Regions from separate parts of the Mus musculus genome. Here regions 1 and 2 are each linked to region 3. Evidence: chromatin contacts called from public promoter capture Hi-C data. All regions are on one chromosome and are shown on one strand. Each heading gives the region's core, a stretch centred on a gene start, on an enhancer-like site or on the middle of the called end of the contact. The rest is flanking DNA. Distances are from core to core; before and after follow the strand shown. Region 1 overlaps Colq (collagen-like tail subunit (single strand of homotrimer) of asymmetric acetylcholinesterase). Region 2 overlaps Ankrd28 (ankyrin repeat domain 28). Region 3 holds the start of Galnt15 (polypeptide N-acetylgalactosaminyltransferase 15).

Region 1 (2,701 bases), core at 161-2,660, 500 kb before region 3:
GGAAGCAACAGACTGTTGTGTAACTAGAGCCAAGCAGGTCAGGTGATACGAGCAACCTGTGTAAGGAAGAGAAGTTGAGAGCTGGAGGCAGGACAGGCAGAGGGAGAGGCTCCCAGCCAAGATGTGGCAGTATAAGGGAGAACCAATCAGCGAGGAATGGGGCCTCCTCCTCAACCTACTATCGGATCCCATAGTACCCTTAGTTTGACCACTAAGAAACAACCTGTAAGAAAGATGAGGGGTTTGCGGGCCCTACAGCCCCGAGAGCAGCACCTAGAGGCTGAACCAAGCTAATAGTTCATCTGTTGATTAGCTCTAGATTTCCTTGTTGGAGGACATGTCTTATTTGTGGCCATTATTGAAAAGGTCATCTTGTAGATGGATGTGCAGTGGATGGAAAACTTTTATTGTATTTTTTTTTTAATGATTGCTATTTATTTGGGGGAGGAGGGAAGTTGTACACACCAGGGCAAATGAGGTCGTCAGAGGACGAGCTTGGGGAGTTAGGTCTCTCCTCCCACCATACAGGACCTGTAGATGGAACTCGGGCCATCAGGTGTAGCGACAAGTGCCTTTGCCCATCGAGCCATCTTGCCAGTCCAACTGACTCTGTCTTTTAAGTATCTTACATATTTACAGAGGAATGTCTGAGTGTGCGTTTCTTTTATTTCTCCTGGAAGAAAATAGAACATTTTCTCCTCCAACCCTGTCTCCATCTGGGTACTAAGAAAAGTCAAGATACATCCTGGAAGAGTGTGGTTAAGAAATTCACTCTGTAGCAAGGTCCCTGTCTATAGTTCTCACATTAACTCTGTCCCCGCCCCACCTCCTGCCCTGTGACAGGGATTCTCTGTGTAGCTCTGACTGTCCTGGAACTCACTTCGTACACCACGCTGGTCTCGAACTCAGAGATCTGCTTCCCGAGTGCTGGGATTAAAGGCGTGTGCCACCACCTGGCTTCACTTTGACCTATAACCATCATTTATTTTTTTTGATATGAAGTCTGACTAAATTGCCTAGCCTGGTCTTGAACTCTTGGATTTAAGCAATCCTCCTGCCTCAGTCTCCAAAGTGGCTGGAACTTCAGGCATGCACCTCTCTACCCAGTTTTGCCTTGACTTTTTTTTTTTTAATACAGTGTTCTCCTGAAACAGTCTGGCCTGGTAGCACAGGCTGGCCACGAACTTGCTATATAGCCCAAGCTGGTCTCCAACTGGTGGCAATTCTGTCTGTCACCCAGGTACTGGAATCACAGGCCTAAGCCATCATATCCAGACTCTTTGCCTTCCAGGTACTTCCCCTCCGCTTACAAGCCTACACATTCTGAGATTATTCTATTAAGGTCTCTCTTCCCACAGGAAGTTTGACAAGAGCAGGCCATGGCTTGACACATGTTGGAAACAGAGTATCTGGTGATTGAGTAACTAGTTAGAGAGCAAAGGTCTTTGTAGAAGTCACTTCTGTTTGACAGAAAGACGCTGAAACTGGAGTCATTTGACAGAAGAGAGAGAAAGAGAGAGAGAGAGATCTGGATAGAGCGATTGCCTGCCCCTCCTTCAGGAATACCGGGAACAGTAGGGACCATTAGGGACCACTGGAGACCAGCCTACCCTGGGTGGTAGGCAGTTCAGCTGGGGCAGCCAGGAAATGGGAACTGAGTCTGTAGATCCTAGAAGGGTGGCAAATAAAGTGAACCCAGAGTGTGATGTCTGGTCAGGGCCATAGGGAAGATGCCACATAATAGAAGGACCCAATGAAGACCCACCCCACCTGCCTTAAGCCTCCCTTAGCTGGCTTACAGGCTGGTCCAACAGCACGCCAAGCTTCAGTTCTAACAAAGAATAGGAAAAGAATTCTGTGGGAAAGCATAGCCTTGGGTTTTGATATTTTCAGAGACTCCAAAGAGACAAGGAGGAACTTGAGAGAGGCACTGGAGCAGCCTTCTGGAATGTTCTATGACCTCAGAGCTCCACCAGAACCGTAGCTCCGGAAAGAGTCAGGGCTTTTCAGATATTCAGCTAATTAGTGGTGTGGCTGATATTTGAATAACTCTGCCCCATTCAGATGACAGGCCCAAGAACACGGGTACTCCCAGGTGCCGTGTTGATTCATTCGTATCCTGTCTGAATACAGGAAAGAAGTGTTCAAAGTTATAATCGTATTACTGCAAATTACATCTTAGATTTTGCCTGTATTCCTTCCTCACTCCCATTCCCCCTTCCCCTGTAACCTGAGTAATTAAAACGTTCCTGCCCTCTCCAACACCAGCTGGTTCCATGGTGCTGAGACAGACTTGAGGTGGCCTCCGGACAGGATGTGGCAGGGAGCCTGCTGCCCCCACCGCAGTCCCCACTGCTTCCGCTTCCTCCCAGGTGTCAGAGGACATCCAGCATCCTGCCAGCTTCCTGCCATGATGCTCTGAACGGCACAGCCTGAATTTCTTCCCCCAGTGTAGCTGTCTTTACTACTTTGTGGGTTCTTCTTTCTTACATCCTTCGCCACCCCCTTTCTTCCACCCTTTTAACCCCTAATCCTAGATAAAAGAGGAAAAAGGACAGAGAGGAAAGGAGAGAGATCCCTGATTAAAGTTAGGGGTTGGAAAGAGGGGCCGACGTTATTGTTAGACTACTTCCTGCTGATATGAGGCATCAAGTTCCCTGGAGCAAGTTTGATCTTGGCTGTTTGGATATCTAATTTCTTC
Region 2 (2,750 bases), core at 188-2,687, 260 kb before region 3:
CCTGTCAAGGAACACAATCATCTCCTACTATCAAATACAAGCACATTTGCAAACTGCCTAGCAAGGATTCTGAATAATCTTACAGAAGCAGGACACGAGTCAAGAAAAAAAACAAAAAACCTGACAGATAATTTAATGAAATCAGAAAAGCACTTCATGACCCGAATAAAAAATTTCAATAGAGATCATAAACAAAACAAAACAAACAGAACAACAACAAAACCCCCTAACAGAAATCTTACAACTGAAACCTTCAATGAATGAAAATTTTAAAATTTAGAGTCTAGAAAATAAGTATGTCAAGCAGAATTTCTGAATGTGCACAGGTCTTTTAAATTAGTTCAGTTGGGGATTTGGAGTAGAAAGAAGAAAATGGAGATGGTGTGTGTGTGTGTGTGTGTGTGTGTGTGTGTGTGTATGTGGTGTCACAGGAGAATAACATTGCATAATAGAAGCTCCAGAAGAAAAAGAAGTAAAGTTGTTGGTTCATGCGTGCCCTAACACTTAGGATACAGAGATGTAGGTGCATCAGGAAAAGCCATCCTCACTACACGACACTGTCTCAAACAAAGAAGCCAAAACAAAATATAGAGGGAAAGACAAATTGTTTCATTAAATAACACTTAACACTTCCTAATAAAGCCAAAAACTTCGAGACAGAAATGATGTCTCACATAAACTTGTACACACACACACATAAGAACTTAACACATTGTATTTTTATATGTAAAATTTAACCTTAAGTATGTTACAGAGCTGTTAAATGTAAAGAATAAGATTTCAGAAGTCCTCATGAATATAGAATATTATCTTTGACTCAAGTTAGAAAAGATTTCTTGGGTTAAGAAGACTGCTCATGTGATAAACTGCTTACTGTGCAAATGTGAGGATATAGAACTCACAAGAGTACAGTAAAATGCCTGTAGTTGCAGTGAAGGTGAGATGGAAGGCAGAGATAGGCAGATCCCTAGCTCCTAGACTAGGTAGCCTGGCTTAGAGGAAATGATCCAGGTTAATGAGAGATGCTGTCTCAAACAGAAGGTGAGAACTTCCTGAGGAATGACAGCCCCATGCAAAGGAAAGCACTTGCATTAAAATACATATACATAGCCATCCACACACTAAAAGAGTTTTGGCATGTGGTTATCATCTGAGTGTTGAGGGGTACAGGCAAAAGGGATCCTGGAGAATTGCTAAGCCTGTAAATGAGAGATCTTGTCTCAAAAAAAGGTACAGTTCTCAGGAGCTCACACTTAAGGTCCCCTGGTTTCCACATGCCAGACAAGCAATGTCCATGTGTATACTGCTCCCCTCTCAACACTATAATTAAAAGCTTGGGGGCACAGAGCCAAGTACTTGAGATCAGCATTCAGAAGCAAAGACAGAGATTCCTGGGACTCACTAGCTAAGCACACTAGCCTACCTGGTGAGCTCTAGAACAATGCAATCCTGCTCCACACAAGACTGTTTTCTGGCCTTCATATGCATCAGGAGTGTGTGTGGGGGTGGGGCTGGTGGGAGATGGGGGATGGGCTGATTTCTTTAACAAGACATCAAATAAACAAAAACCTGCACTAAGTTAAAATTAATACCTCATGTTCAATGATTCCACAAAGAATTAAGGCAACCTGGAGTACAAGAATAGAATTTATAATATGTATTTCAAAGGGGTCTCATTCAGAATATGAAAAGCTGTTGCAAATCAAAGAGAAAACTCAAAAGAAAGATGGCAAGGGATTGAACAGGCTGGCTCTGTGTGCAAGTCAAAAGAAACCCATTCAAAGCAGTGCAACATTGTCATAGACAAAACATAACACATTATTATATAACTTGGCATACCCCTTTAACCTTAGCTCTCAGGAGGCAGGGGCAAGGGGGTCTCTGTGAGTTTAAAGCCAGCCTGGTCTACATGTGTGTTCCAGGACATCAAGGACTATATAGAGAGACTCTGTCTCAAAAAAACAAAACAAACAAACAAAAGAAACAGTAGCAGAATGTTAATACTTTACAGTAGCCTATTAGTGTGCAGAAGCCTCATTTCTGAAAAAAGATAAAACCTTAATTAAAATAAGGATGCCAATGATTACTTGAGCTACTGAAAACACTGTAGACTGGCTTGCTTAATTTAGAGTTGTTATATTATTTTAATGTGTAAAAAGCACTGTATTTGCAAAGTTCAATAAAATGAGGCATGCTTGTACAATTAACTGATTCACTTAACTTCATTATGTAATATTAATTTTCAAAAATGTTAGTAAGACTCTTCCATGTGTAACCCAGCAAGTCAATGAAAAGCCATTTTTCCTATATTTTGGTTTTGAAACATGGTCCAGGCTGTTTTCAAACTTGTGTACAATTCTCCTGGCCCAACCCTCTTGAGTGCTGTAGTTACAGGTTCTAAGCCAAGACTGGACTTAGGCTCTGTGTTTTAATCTGTAAGGGTTTCCTCACCTAAATTTGTCATAAATTTAAAGATTTCCTTCTTTCTTCCTTTATTAAAGACAGAATCTTGGTTTGTAACCAGGCTGACATGGAACTTCCTAAGTAGTCCTGTCTGGTCTTGAACTCACAATTATCTTGCCTCTAACTCCCGAGTGCTAGGATTACAGGCATGTGCCACCATGCTTGGCAAAAGTCCATATTCTTTACATTTTAAGATTTAAAGAAACATCTGTTACAGAACTCTTGCGATAAGAGCGATTTATGGTAGAATACTACCTTTCGTTTCCTGGAACTGAAAATGATTCCAC
Region 3 (2,700 bases), core at 130-2,629:
TGTAACCCCTGACCCATACTCCTGTTAGTAACCCCAATTAAAACTCATGACCCACCAAACGACTTTGGTGCAGTCATTACTTTGGTCTGCTGTGGGATTCTTTTCTGGGGACGTGTGTCCGTCACACAACCATGTTCCATCTCCGTTTTCCTTCACTCCCATTGCTCCATGCTCCCTCCCATTGCGCTGCCTCTGACTGCTCTTCACCTCCCGTCATGCCCGCTGCCCTGTGCCATCTCTCATTGTGCCCCATTTCCCATTATGCTCCATCTCCCAGCATGCCTTACTTCTCAGTAATCCACCGCCCACCATGCTCTGCCTCCTGTCATGTCTCCTTTTGCCTCTGCTCCAACCATGCCCTCCTTATCTCCCTTCCTTTGTGCTTCCTCACCTATAGTGGCTCCATCACAGTGCGATTGGCCTGCTATGCTCTGGCCCGCTGTTCCCTATACCAGACCCACTCCTTTCAGAGCCTCGCCTTTGTTACTCCTTCTGTGACTCTCCCCATTACACAGATGCTGGTTCTTCTAGGAAACACACAGTGCCACTTCAGATTGATTTTTAACCTCCAGCCCATATTCCCCAGCTCCCATCTCTGCCTCGTCCCCGCCCCCCGCCCCCTGCCCCTCCCCCTTGGCCCTTGACATAGTCTGACCTCCAGACACTAACAGACCATCTCTCCATCTCCCTCACTGTCATGTAAGCACCCGGAGGTCCCAGTTTGACTTCATTCTCTGTTATACTCCTGGCCCAGGGAACAGTTGGGGGCATATGGCCGGCAGCTGCTCATTATGTGTGTACAAGCTAAATGGAGTTTGAAGACTGAAAGAGCTTGAAGTATGCCTGTCCTCCATCAGCCTCCAGGTGCTTCTGAGGAAGCCAGGTAGCCAGACTTACAAGGGCTCCCTCTGCTCCTCACTTTTAGAAAGGAAAGGCTAGTGGGGCCCCAGGAAGGAGCCAGGCAGATTGCCTTGGGAGATTGAAGGTGCTGACAGGCAGCTGGCTCCTGGCATCTGCGTCACCTTGGCAGCCTGTCCAAACCAGAAGGGAATTCTCCTTCCTGCTCTTCTGGGTGGGGAGAGGATGCCTCCCTATGAATGGTGCTCAAGTCTGAACTCCTGGGAGGTTGCTGTTTTGGATCGGCTCTTGGGGTGACGCTGTGTGGCTGTGCAAAGCCTGGGAACACGGGGGCATTAGGACCAGGAGCGAGACGCACACTTGGCTCCCTGTCCTATCTGGCAGAGGGTTCCTGCAGAGCTGGAGGTATGTGTGAAAGGAAACCCCGACCGTGCCTGCCGGCTTTACATCTGTTGCTCTGACCTGACTCAAGGCATCCCAAGGAGGATGTCTGTCATCTTGGCTTGACTGAATCCCCCAGCAACTCGCCCCAGACAGCTTGTAGAACCTGACCACTCATGCAGAGGGGGAAAGAACATGGGCTAATCACCAGAGCAGGATGGACAAGAGCAGGGTGAGAGAGGAGCCAACAACCGGAGACCCTTCTCAGAAGACAGCTAACACTCAGAGAGGACCCAGGAGCCCAGGCTCTGGTGGCTTTCTGATTCTAGAGGGCAGTGGGTCTTATAAATGCTACGTTAGCATATAGACGTTAGCAAACGTCTGGTGGGATAAGAGGTGCAGGTGGATGGCAAAAAGCCTTTTAGCTGGAATGAACAGCCCAGGTTCAGTTTCGAGCTTGAAGGTACCTGGATAGCAAGGAGGAAGCAAACTTGATCAGGACCTGTTGCTTCGTGGCGAGTGGCTGCGACATGCTCCCGAGGAAGCGACCCAGGAGTGGACGTTCCAGGCTTCAGTTCCTCCTACTCTTCCTGACTCTGGGATGTGTCCTGATGATGGTGATCCTGCTGCATCCTCCCCCGCCCACCCTGCACCAGGCTGTCACAGCTCAGGCCAGCAAACACAGCCCTGACACGGGGTACCGCCTGGACTTTGGAGACTCTCAGGAGTGGGTCCTGGAGGCTGAGACTGAAGGTGATGAGTACAGTCTCTTGGATGGCCTGCCATCCTTCATCTCCCTGCAGGAGGATCAACTGCTGGTGGCCGTGGCCTCACCCAGAGCTAGGAGGAGTCAGAGCCAGGGCAGGAGACAGGGCAGCTACCAGTTCATCAAACACAGGAGCAGGAGATGGGATGAGGAAGCCCTGGAAAAGGACTGGAGGACCGAAGAGGATGGGGAGGAATCAGAAGAGGTGCTGACCCCACTTGGCCCGGACTCAGATGGCCTCAACAAGCCACTCAGTGCCCGCCTGCCCCTGAGGAGAGTCCTGCCCGAGGTGCGACACCCACTGTAAGTAAGGGCCCTGCCATCTCTTCTCCAGTCTAAGCGTGTGACTCAGTGGTAGTAAAGTCCCAGGTGCCAACTCTGCAGTCTGCCTCTCCCATCCTTAGGACAGTGCTCCCTTAGGACAGTGCTCCTTAAGATGTGGGCCCTGGGGCCAGATATCAGCCTGGCTGATGAAGTGCCTGAATTGGAGATCCTCAAATCCTGTCTCAGACCTGCTCAGTCAGAAGCCCCAGAGTCACTGATGAGCTACTAACAAGTCCCGAGGGAGGGACGATCTCATTCGTTCATTCTCTTCCCAGGCCTGCCTTTAGTCCCCCTAGGTCACACAGTGAGATGGGAGCAGAAGCTTCGAGGAACCTTCCATCTCTCTCTCATGCTGACTCCAGGGCAGTCTT

What was found. Promoter capture Hi-C pulls out the DNA fragments that hold promoters and counts their contacts.
Region 1: a contact with region 3 is called in a promoter capture Hi-C map of liver, with 2.8 times the contacts expected there. The contact joins the enhancer-like site here to the promoter of Galnt15 in region 3. A contact is called at or near these places in 6 of 39 promoter capture datasets (cranial neural crest, embryonic stem cells, hippocampal neurons and 2 more).
Region 2: a contact with region 3 is called in a promoter capture Hi-C map of embryonic stem cells, with 5 times the contacts expected there. The contact joins the enhancer-like site here to the promoter of Galnt15 in region 3. A contact is called at or near these places in 9 of 39 promoter capture datasets (the 3T3-L1 cell line, the HPC-7 cell line, cranial neural crest and 4 more), 3 of 484 Hi-C or Micro-C datasets (embryonic stem cells, neural progenitor cells and neurons), 10 of 115 datasets of contacts at active chromatin or transcription factors (SST interneurons, acute myeloid leukemia, differentiating embryonic stem cells and 7 more) and 3 of 9 other capture datasets (adipose tissue, liver and pancreatic islet).

Annotation. Positions count from the first base shown.
Region 1 is chr14:31,529,636-31,532,336 of GRCm38.p6, forward strand. All of the region lies in intron 12 of Colq (collagen-like tail subunit (single strand of homotrimer) of asymmetric acetylcholinesterase), which reads right to left. Among named protein-coding and RNA genes, the nearest start is that of Eaf1, 36 kb to the left of the region's middle. Within about 2 kb of position 1,411, at least 118 of the 459 cell types and tissues checked have an H3K27ac peak or open chromatin away from gene starts, as enhancers often do. A contact at or near this core is called in liver, where this site is marked.
Region 2 is chr14:31,771,049-31,773,798 of GRCm38.p6, forward strand. The region is part of intron 2 of Ankrd28 (ankyrin repeat domain 28); the gene reads right to left. Among named protein-coding and RNA genes, the nearest start is that of Ankrd28, 58 kb to the right of the region's middle. Within about 2 kb of position 1,438, at least 9 of the 459 cell types and tissues checked have an H3K27ac peak or open chromatin away from gene starts, as enhancers often do. A contact at or near this core is called in embryonic stem cells, where this site is marked.
Region 3 is chr14:32,027,724-32,030,423 of GRCm38.p6, forward strand. Galnt15 (polypeptide N-acetylgalactosaminyltransferase 15) reads left to right here and starts at 1,380. Exons shown (of 10, transcript NM_030166.3): 1 at 1,380-2,308. The coding sequence starts at 1,770.